Linked DNA regions of Macaca fascicularis: region 2 is linked to region 1. A link is a contact called in public Hi-C data. All regions are on one chromosome and are shown on one strand. The core of a region is the stretch at or near the end of the contact, and the rest is flanking DNA. Distances in the headings are between cores, read along the strand shown.

Evidence for each region. Hi-C and Micro-C count contacts between places; a contact is called where the count stands out from the background.
Region 2: a contact with region 1 is called in a Hi-C map of liver, with 1.6 times the contacts expected there. The contact joins the promoter of SLC29A3 here to the enhancer-like site in region 1. A contact is called at or near these places in 2 of 2 Hi-C or Micro-C datasets (liver and skeletal muscle).

Annotation. Positions count from the first base shown.
Region 1 is chr9:75,034,233-75,039,358 of T2T-MFA8v1.1, reverse strand. It overlaps SLC29A3 (solute carrier family 29 member 3), which reads left to right. Exons shown (of 7, transcript XM_074001875.1): 6 at 1,675-1,791; 7 at 4,867-5,126. The coding sequence ends at 1,765. Among named protein-coding and RNA genes, the nearest start is that of CDH23, 22 kb to the right of the region's middle. Within about 2 kb of position 3,493, at least 3 of the 6 cell types and tissues checked have an H3K27ac peak or open chromatin away from gene starts, as enhancers often do. A contact at or near this core is called in liver, where this site is marked.
Region 2 is chr9:75,097,015-75,102,112 of T2T-MFA8v1.1, reverse strand. SLC29A3 (solute carrier family 29 member 3) reads left to right here and starts at 1,989. Exons shown (of 7, transcript XM_074001875.1): 1 at 1,989-2,025. The coding sequence starts at 2,025.

The sequences.
Region 1 (5,126 bases), core at 2,244-4,743:
ACATGTGTCAAGGTAGAAGAACAAGGAGAACATTTTAAGTTTAGTCGTTGATGTATAACTTACATATGAAAACACCTGGTATAGGGCCTCCATGTGTATTATTGTCCTGGGCCCATTCTCATTACTAGAAGTTTGAATTCACTTCCTTTGAGCCAGGCAGACCTCTTGCTTTCCTCATTATTTGTACCTCTCTTCCTATTTCCCTCTCCTCTGTCTTCCTAAATATGCATAGCTGAGCCTTATTAGGATATATAGCCAGGATTGGTAGAGATTTAGGGGGCTCCCTTTCCTCTCTCCCTTAAACCATTTCCCCCACCTCAGGACATGTGGGACAGATGATAGGCAGGGGCCAAGGGTCCTCTCTGGTCAACGGCTGGCCTCCTTTTTCCCTTTTAAGAGGTTTCAAGATAGTAGTATCTGTGTAACTTCATGGTAAGAAGATAGAGCTCCATTCTCCCACCATGGTAACCCTAAGGTAAGCCAAGAGGATCCATCTTGTGGGGGGGGGGTGGTGGTGTTGTGGGGAGCAGGCCTGAGAAGCCTAGATTTTTGGGCAGAGAATTACAAGAAGAGTGATGTTGCCTGCCCCTGTCCCCAACTCCATCCTGGAAGGGCACAGGTCCTCAGCTGGCAGCAGGAGAACGGCAGCTGGCGAAAGGCAGCAGCCAGCAACTTCACCACTTTGAGTTGGGCCCCTTCTGGTGTAGAACCTGGATCTCCTAACTTCCTTGGCTTGCCACTAGGGTGTCATTATCCACAATTTGCTCCATGTAAAACCCTCTTTCAACATCCCCTTTCTACCCAGACACTGTTTGACAGTGCAGAGACTGGTCCAGAAATGGGGTCGCTTGCCTCTGTGAGTCAAGCCTCTCCTGCTCCAGAAAGTAAGATGAGAATAGCTGTTCCCCACTTGCTTCTTGGGGTCCTGGGAGGATGCAGCAGTAGTAGAACAGCTTTTGGTACATATGAAAATCTGCTAAACAGCTCATCTCACCTGTGCCTGAGATGGCGATAACGCAAAGGAGGAAAAGCGCAGGCGGGAATACAGAGGTGGCAGGCTTGTGAGAGAGCTTTGTGAACTGCAAAAAGCCTATCAGATATTAGCTCTTGTTATTATCCTGCTCTTAGATCCATTTGCACCCCATCCCACCTGCCCCAACAGCCCTAAAAGAATCAGAGAAAATGCTTATTAGACATGAGCACTGAAGGCTCCAAGGACTACTGCGGCTACCGTTTCTCCACAGATGGAAAGAGAGTGAAGTGCTGGTACTGTGCTGAGTGACTTTGGGTGCTACCAAGCAGAGGATTAAACACAGAACCTCAGCATGTCCAAGTTCTCCCCTTTTCAATACTTTCAATCCTGATTACCCACAGGAGAAACTTTCAGTTTAGTGTTTGAATTCTTCAACACCTCACTAAAACTCAACAGTCTCCCTTTTTAACAAAGCACTCAAGGTTTTGCCCACTAGAATTGAAAACAATATTTTAATTTTCATCTCTTTATGTGGTTTCTTACTTTCTATTTATGGCAGCTGATAGTGGTTTTCCATTAAAGTAATGACATACACATTTTAAAAGTAAATATAAGTAAATCAACTAAAAAAACAATTTAAGAAGTACTTTAAAAAAAATACAGGTGGTACTTGGACGTGACTAATATTATTCGTTTCATAGGCAAGGAAAGGGAGAAGCAGGCAGGAGTCTCCAAACCCCAGTGTGGTATAAGCAGACATTTAGGAAGAGCACAGACCGCTGTCTCCGCTGACTGAAAGCCAGATACTCACGGGCCAGGTAAGTTCTCCCTTTCACATTTAGGACCCCCATTAACAAGAGTCTGCCTTTTGTGGTTATGTTTTCGCCATTTTCATTTTAGCCAAGAACAATAAGAACGTCTGGGGCTACGGATTGATCCGTTTAAATTGAGGGCAGAAAGCTGGCCATTTTTCATAAGCGAAGGGCGTCAGTTGTGGCGTTAGGTATAACCGGAAGTGGGGGAGGAAGGGGCAAAAATAGAGGTGGAGCAAAGTGTAGACAGGAAATAGAAGACACAAAGGCAAACCAGCTTGAACATTTTTAAGGACTTGAAACTCCAGGGAGTGGTGGAAACAAACTCCAGATTGTTCCCGTCCTAAGTAAATACAGCAATGTGTCTCTCACAAAGCTCTGACCACAGCCACTCTTTGATACTGACAGAACTATTGCTTATTAAAACTACTATGATGATTTGCCCACTAACCTCCACTGGGCCCTCAGTAGCTGTCAGGCACCTGGCTAAGACTGAACATCCTGTTGTCAATCCTTACAGGAAGACTTCAAGTGAAAATTGCAGGCTCTGGACTTGACTACCCTGGGTTGGAAATCTGGCCCTGTAGAGCTGTGTGTCAGAGCAAATCAAATTCTTCCCTGAGCCTAGTTCCTCATTCATTATACCCATTATACTAAATGGGCGTAATAACTATTATACCTCTTAGACTTCAGCATTAGAACATTTATCAGGGGTAGGAAGTAAGCAACCAATAACAATATCACTTATTATTCACTGTTGGTATTATCAGTACCAGAAGAGCAAAGAAGCTTCTGAAGTTTGTCCACCTTAAACAATTAGATATAGAAAATATGACTAACTATAGAGTTTATTCAAGCCCAAAGCTTGAGGATGGCCACCCAGGAGCATAGATTCAAGTTTCCCTGAATGTACATGCTGAGTAGCAGCAGTTAGAAGTGGGTTTGTTTGTGTGTGTGTGTGTGTGTGTTTTGGGACGGAGTCTCCCTTTGTTGCCCAGGGTGGAATGCAGTGATGTGATCTCAGCTCATTGCAAACACCACCTCCTGGATTCAGGCGATTCTCCTGCCTCTGCCTCAGCCTCCCGAGTAGCTGGGATTACAGGTACCCACCACCACGCCCGGCTGATTTTTATATTTTTAGATTACAGGTACCCACCACCACGCCTGGCTGATTTTTATATTTTTAGTGGAGACGTGGTTTCACCATGTTGCCCAGGCTGGTCTCAAACTCATGACCTCGCCCTCCCAAAGTGCTGGGATTACAGACGTGAGCCACCGTGTCTGGCCCTGTCTTTTCTCAGTCACTTGGCCCAATGTCACAGAGCTGAACCAAGTTGGTTAGGCTGAGGGATAGGTCCCGGAGTGCTCAGATCTCCGGGCCTCAAGGCCCAGGCGGGGGTGGCACGGTAGGGGCTGATGGGGAGGTGCCCAGGCCACCGGCAGATGCTCCCGGAAGATGCTCTAAGCTGCCGTTCGGTATTCCCTGGGATCGGGCTACCTGGAGACTCCCAACGGCGGTGACACACCAAGCGGGGTGTGTCGAATCGTCAGGTCCGCAAAGCCACCTCGTTTAGCAACTCACGGCTGTGCCGGGCCCGCCACGCTCAGCGCGGCCAGAAACAGCTCCTAAAGCCAGGGCCTGGACCGCCCTCGCTGGCCTCTGGCAGGCAAACGGCCACACGCCACGAAACAGATGGTCGCGAGCGGCTTCCGGGAGCCGCGGGGCAGGCCGGGAGCCGGGCCCTACAGCCAAGGCCCGCGCGGGGGCCCGTTGGTAGTTACCCGGCAACGGGGTGGACGCCCAGTCGAGGGGGGCGGAGCCAGTAGGGCTGGAAGAGCCAGCAAGAAAGCTCTAGGGAGAGGCGACCTGCCAATTCCGGAAGCGGCTTTTTGTTTTGTCCCCAGATCACTCTTTCCTACCTGGTCTTGGAGGAAGATCGTGGAGGCAAATGATAAAAAGCAGAAATAAACCAGGGGAGCAAATAATGATAAAAAAAAAGATACTCATATTTGTTGAGCACTTACTGTCGGCCTGGCTCTTTGCAAGGATTATTTAATTTGATCATCTGATTTTGTAGGGAAAGTATGGTTACTGTCCCAATTTGTAAATGAGAAAACAGGAGTTTAGACAGATTAAGCATGTTGGCCAAACTACCTCAAACTAGGGAGTGGCAGAGCTGGAATTTGAAGTTGGGTGGTCCTGAACTCAGGTGGCTTGTTTTCTTAATCAGTCAAACCGTGGACACTCATTTCAGTTCAGCAAACCTAAATCTGTGTTCCTACTAGACCATGTGGGACCAATCCAGGTTTTATGGGGTCTGAAGCTTAGACAATTTGGGGGGCCCTCTTTTGGAAAAAAGAATAAAAAATTGCAAATATAAAATCAGGTATAAAAACAAACTTATTTAGAATGTAAAAAGAAATCACAACAAAATATTCTTGCTAATTTTACAAAAATATACGACCATATGAATGCATAGCTAGGGACTCAACGAAGCCATCTTTGACCCTTAGCTTCCCTTGAAATCCTTCAGATGGCAACTACCTTGCAAGCTTCTCTGAGGTTCTCCTCCCCACCCTGTCTCCCAGCTAAAGGACCTGAAGACCCTAGCAACAGGCTTAATAGGGCTTTTCTGGCCATAGGAGCCATTTTGGCCTGAGTCAACTTGAGTGCCAGAGGGCGAATGCCCTCAGAAGCAGCCCCCAAATACTGATGAACAGGGAGTTGGTGGAGAAATTCCCTAGCTTCCTCATCCCTCAGTTGAGATCATGCTGAGACACTTAGTGGTTCTTAGGGTGTAGTCCCAAACCAGCAGCAATCTGTACCACTTGAGAACTTGTTAGAAATGCACATTGTCAGCCTACTACTAAGCTGTACCTACTGATTCTAAAACTCTAGGGGCTGGGGCCCAGTCACTGGTGTTTCAACAAGCCCTCCTAGTGAGTCTGTGCTGAAGTTTGAGTACGACAGTTCTGCTAGGCTGTTCCCCGGAGCTCCCATTGTCTACAATGGTAACCTACTTGATAACACATCTTATTTTGGTCTCCTTCCCTTTCTTGTCTCACTTCCTCATTCTTCAGCTGGAGCTTCCTGAAGTCACTTCTAACAAACGACTCGCACTTAAATCTTTGTCTGGGATCGGCTTCTAGAGAAACACCACCTCAGATGGGAACAACTGGGGGAGGTGTCATTGCCCAATGAAGCTGGCTTCAAGGAGAATGAAATGCTCTGCTAAATCCTTTACTCTTGTTGTCTGCTTCACCTTCACCATGCCTCAGTTGAGAGGGAGATGTTGCCCCCCAACGGGGAAACTAGGGTTTGGAGGATTTAAGTGGCTTGT
Region 2 (5,098 bases), core at 740-3,239, 64 kb before region 1:
TTTTTTTTCCCAATGTAAAGAAGGCCAAAAATAAGGCCTGATGACTAAACTAGCATATGAACTATCACATTCTGGGGGTGGGGAGTGTCTTCCTTGGAAGTGATAGAAATTTGCATTGAGTGCCTGGTATGGATCACCTGACTTAATGCTCCCGCTAGTCCTAAGCCGACCCTGGGATTCAGAGAGGTTTAGTAATTTTACCATTATCCCGCAGCTCGTAAGTCTGGAGCTAAGCCCCTTCCTCTCCTTGGCTGGGGGGCTTTCTGACAATTTAGGGTGCTAGTCTCCAAACTCGCCTGCTGGTGGAGCTTGTTAAATGATCCATTCTGGCTTCCCAGTCTGCACCCCTTGAATGATGGATTGTATCAATCCAGGTATTTATTGAACACAAATTATGTGCCCACTATGAGGGAAGAGCAAACAAAGTAGGTATAGCACCACCCTTAGGGAGTGGGGAGTAGCAGCAACCCTCCTGGGGAGAGGTCCCCAGAATCTGGATGTGTACCCAGAGACTTATATGATCAGGCCAGTGTTTGGGGAATGGTGGTTTATAAAATGAGAGGCTGGGGCGGGGAGTGGGGATGCTCTGAGAACCTGTCCACACTACTGACAGCCTCGATGGGCTCTGTGGCACTCTTGAGCCCTGGGGTGGCAACTGCAAGGATTTACTATCCATGGTCACAGATCTTCAGGCCCTGTGAAGCATCTAGATCCCCGCTCTGAATTGGCCAACTGGGCCAGGACCGGGAGTCAAGAAGGTTTCCACTATTTTTTTTTTTTTTTTCTTTTTGAGTTGGAGTCTTGCTCTGTCACCCAGGCTCCAGGCTGGAGTGCAGTGGCATCATCTCGGTTCACTGAAACCTCCGCCTCCCGGATTCAAGCAATTCTCCTGCCTCAGCCTCCCATATAGCTGGGATCGCAGGTGTGCGCCACAACACCCAGCTAATTTTTGTAATTTTAGTAGAGATGGAGTTTGGCCATGTTAACCAGGTTGATCTCGAACTCCTGGCTTCAAGCGATCCACCTGCTTCAGCTTCCCAAAGCGTTAGGATTAGAGGCGTGAGGCAGTGCGCCCAGCCTGGTTCCCGCTTTCTTTACTTTTCTTTTTTTTGAGACGGAGTTTCCCTCTTGTTGCCCAGGCTGGAGTGCAATGGCACAATCTCGGCTCACTGCAACCTCCGCCTCCCAGGTTCAAGCGAGTATCCTGCCTTAGGCTCCCGAGTAGCTGGGATCACAGGCACCCACCACCATGCCCGGCTAATTTTGTATTTTCAGTAGAGATGGAGTTTTGCCATGTTGGTCAGGCTGGTCTCGAACTCCCAACCTCAGGTGATCCGCTTGCCTCGGCTTCCCAAAGTGCTGGGATTACAGGCGTGAGCCACCGCACCCGGCCCCCACTTTCTTAAAGAACACCCAACAGCTGTGTGTTACACGCTGCGGCTGCGGTCAAGTGTGAGGGCTGGAATTGCTGACTGCCAAGTTCTGGGTCTACTGAAAATAGCTGCCCAGCCTGGGAGGCCCAGTTCAGTCCAGGTGTGGGTCCCGCTTCACCTCCAGAGCAGGGGCAGCCGGGAAGGGTAGAAGCAGCCTTTGGAGAGGGGTCTCGGCAGCGGTGTGGGGGCAAGATGAGGGCTCCTCTTAGTCCTGGGGTGCAGGTTATTGTAGCTAAAGGGGAGGTCTCAGACAGTGGGGTCTGACTCCAAGGTAAAAAAGGAGCAGCAACCAGGAGGCCTGATGCGCCGCGCACCCATCGCAAGCATGGGCAGTGCGTTTAACACTGGGCGCCTCACTTTTTCTCCTGTGAAATGGGCGCAGGCTGGCCCCAGCCCAGTGCCAGGAGGGGGAGCCCCGGCGCGCAGGCAGAAGACAAAGGAAAAAGGCTTGTTTGCAAACGGGGAAGCGGCGGCGTGGTGCCGGGAGGGGCGGAGCGGGGCCGGGGGAGGAGCCCGCCTGCCGCCTACCAAGCCCAGTGGTCCTGGCCGTGCGCCGGAGGCGGCGGCGGCGCGGCGCAGCGCAGCGGCGACAGTAAGTGCGGGCTGGCTCGGGCTCTTCCGGCTCCGGTCCCGGCACCCCCCAGACTCGCGCTCAGCGACCTCCCTCCCGGGCCCTGGGGACGGCTGCGGGCTGCCAGGGGAGCCAAAGGACCCCACCCCCTCCGTGGTCCCTTCCCCACCGTCCCTCCTCTCCCTCCTTGCTCTCTGCCACCCCTCTTTCTGGGTCTCTGTCTTCTCTTCCTCAAATCCTCTCTCCCCTCCTCCTCCTCCCTGAGACTGGACCTTACTGCCTGTATGGTGGGGGCCTGGTATGGACCTGTCGGCCCGAAGTATCCAGTTGCTGGCTGGTTCTCTCGGTCCCAGCTGCCCGGCCTGAGGCTGGGGCTGTTTACACCGCAAAGCCGGTTCTGCAGCGGCCAGTGGGCGGTGCCCTGCGCTTCCCAGTGCCCTCCCACAGGTTAGCCCTACCAGCTCCCCACCCCGGTGCACAGCCCAAGAAATCGAGGCACAGAAGGGAGAGCCACCTAGCCAGAGTCAGGAGCCTCCTTGGAACCAGTACCTAGGCTTCCTGGCCCAGATGAGGTTTTGCCGCGGCCCCAGCAGTGCCTGCCTCCTTGTGCAGGGCTACCTCTCTATGCATGGCCGGGCTCCTGCAGGTGACCCAGGAGCACGTTCCAGGCCACAGCCAGCCTGTTTTGGGGAAGGTTGGGCACTTCCTTGCCTGCTTTTCTCTTTCTTTTTTAATCCAGAAGTCAGCAGCTAGCTTTTGTAAAGACTAATAAGACTGCTCACTCCAGTGCCCTGGCCTGTGACCCTGGTTAGAGAAAATTCCTGGCTCCTTGTTCAGAAGCTCAGTCAAGGCTGAATGGTCCTTGACAAATAGACGCCAGGTACTGAGAAGGGGCCCTAGCCAAGTGTGGTCCTGAGTGACAGGGCTGGTGGTCCTTCTAGCCACAGGTAGCTGGAGCCTCTGGGAAGAACCACTTGTGGTTCTCTCTTGTTCTATGTGGGTGGGTCATGATTATTTTTTACATTTTAAACACTAATTTTTAAAATGTAACAGGTGAGCTTGTTACATTTGTACCATTTTGTGCCAGACAAAATACCATAGACTAGGTGGCTTAAAATTTGTTTCTCATGGATATGGAGGCTGGGAAGGGCAAGATCAAGATGCTGGTTGATTTGGTTTCTGATGAGGGCTCTCTTCCTGACTTGCAGACAGCCTCCTTCTTGCTGTGCCTTCACATGGCCTTTACTCTGTGAGTGGGTACATGTGGAAAGAGATTTTCCACACAGTGAGCTTCCAGACAGTGAGCTTGTTAATGCTAGCCTCCATCCGAATCCAGGCTGGGGAGGGGCTCTGCTAACCAGAGGAGTTTAAAATAGACTTGCTGGCTGGATGCATTGCACTTGGGCATCCAGTGGCCTCCCGCCTGCCGGCTCCAGGGTACATGCTACCCCAGCAGGGGAGAATGTCCTGGTGGTGCAGAGTCCATTCATTCAGCAAACATTGACAAGGGTGCCTTCAGTGTGCCTGGGCCCCTCCCCACTCACTGACTTCAACGCTTGCAGGAAGGATGCTTGTACTTGGAACCAGCAGACACAAGATTCCCATTCCCAGCCAGTCCTCCCCGGTGTGCTGAGGAGTCCAGCATGGTCCCCAGTCAGCTTGGCTGTGTAACTTCACTCTTGCCATCTGCTAGTTTTGTGACCCTGGGCAAGTTACTCAACCTTTCTGAGCCTCAGACCCCTCATCTGTGAAATGGGTCTTAGAGTAGTACCTAATATATTAGGCTGTTGTCAGCCTCAAGTGTGACCTCTGTTAGGCACAGACCTTGGCATTTGTGATTACTGGACTTAAGTTTAGCTATTGGGAGTTCTTTCTATTTGAATGTGGGACATAGCAAGTGCCTTCCAGACCTCAGTCTTTCCATCTGAAAAAAGAGAGCAATGTTTTTTGCTCTAATTCCAAGGGATGCTCTGAGGTTCTCCTGAAATAGTGGATAAGGTTCTGCACCCACATGAGGAGGTATTCCCATCCCACCAGGGAATAAAGGCCCCAGTCTTCTTGGCACGATGCTTTGAGTTAGGTTTAGCCTCCTATAGAAATCAAGATGCATTTATTTATTTATTAGTTTATTGGGTAGGGAAGAGGCTACTGCAGAAGGGACTCTGAAGTGTCCCATCCTCAGCATTACGGAGACATTTCTCATTTAACAAGCTGCTGCCACATCCTAAGTGCTATCTAGAGCAAAGAAGCAGGCATGCTACTTTACAGCCAAATCCAGCAGCCAGCCAGCCATGCGACAGGCCCAGGATGCCAGGGAGATGCTGACATTTGTTCAACAGCTGCTTACAGGCCAGGCATTGCCAGCCAGTTGCAGTTGCATAACTATCATAAAAATGGCTTCCCTGGGTTTACATTTAGGGAAATTGAGGCACAGAAATATGGTAACCTGCCCAAGGACATGTAGACAATAGTTGCTGGTAGCCCAGGCTCTTCCATTTGTCTTAGGCGCTACCATAGATTGAAAGTAGCTGACTCGGCCGGGCGCGGTGGCTCAAGCCTGTAATCCCAGCACTTTGTGAGGCCGAGACGGGTGGATCACGAGGTCCGGAGATCGAGACCATCCTGGCTAACACGGTGAAACCCCGTCTCTACTAAAAAAAAATACAAAAAACTAGCCGGGCGAGGTGGTGGGCGCCTGTAGTCCCAGCTACTTGGGAGGCTGAGGCAGGAGAATGACGTGAACCCGGGAGGTGGAGCTTACAGTGAGCTGAGATCAGGCCACTGCACTCCAGCCTGGGCGACAGAGCGAGACTCCGTCTCAAAAAAAAAAAAAAAAAAAAAAAAGAAAGTAGCTGACTCCTGGTAGGGCGTGATGAGCAGAGGTGGGACCCAGGCAGGAGCTGCAAACCCAGGCTTGACCATTTACCTAGTCTATGGCCTTCTGTTCTTTGGACCTCTCTTTCCCCACAAATGAAATGGGAATGGACTATCAGAGGCTACACACCAGCTTATGGAGGCAGCCCTAGACACTACCAGTTTTTAAACAATTATTTAATCTGAAGGTTTTTATTTTTATTTACACTTTTAATTTTAT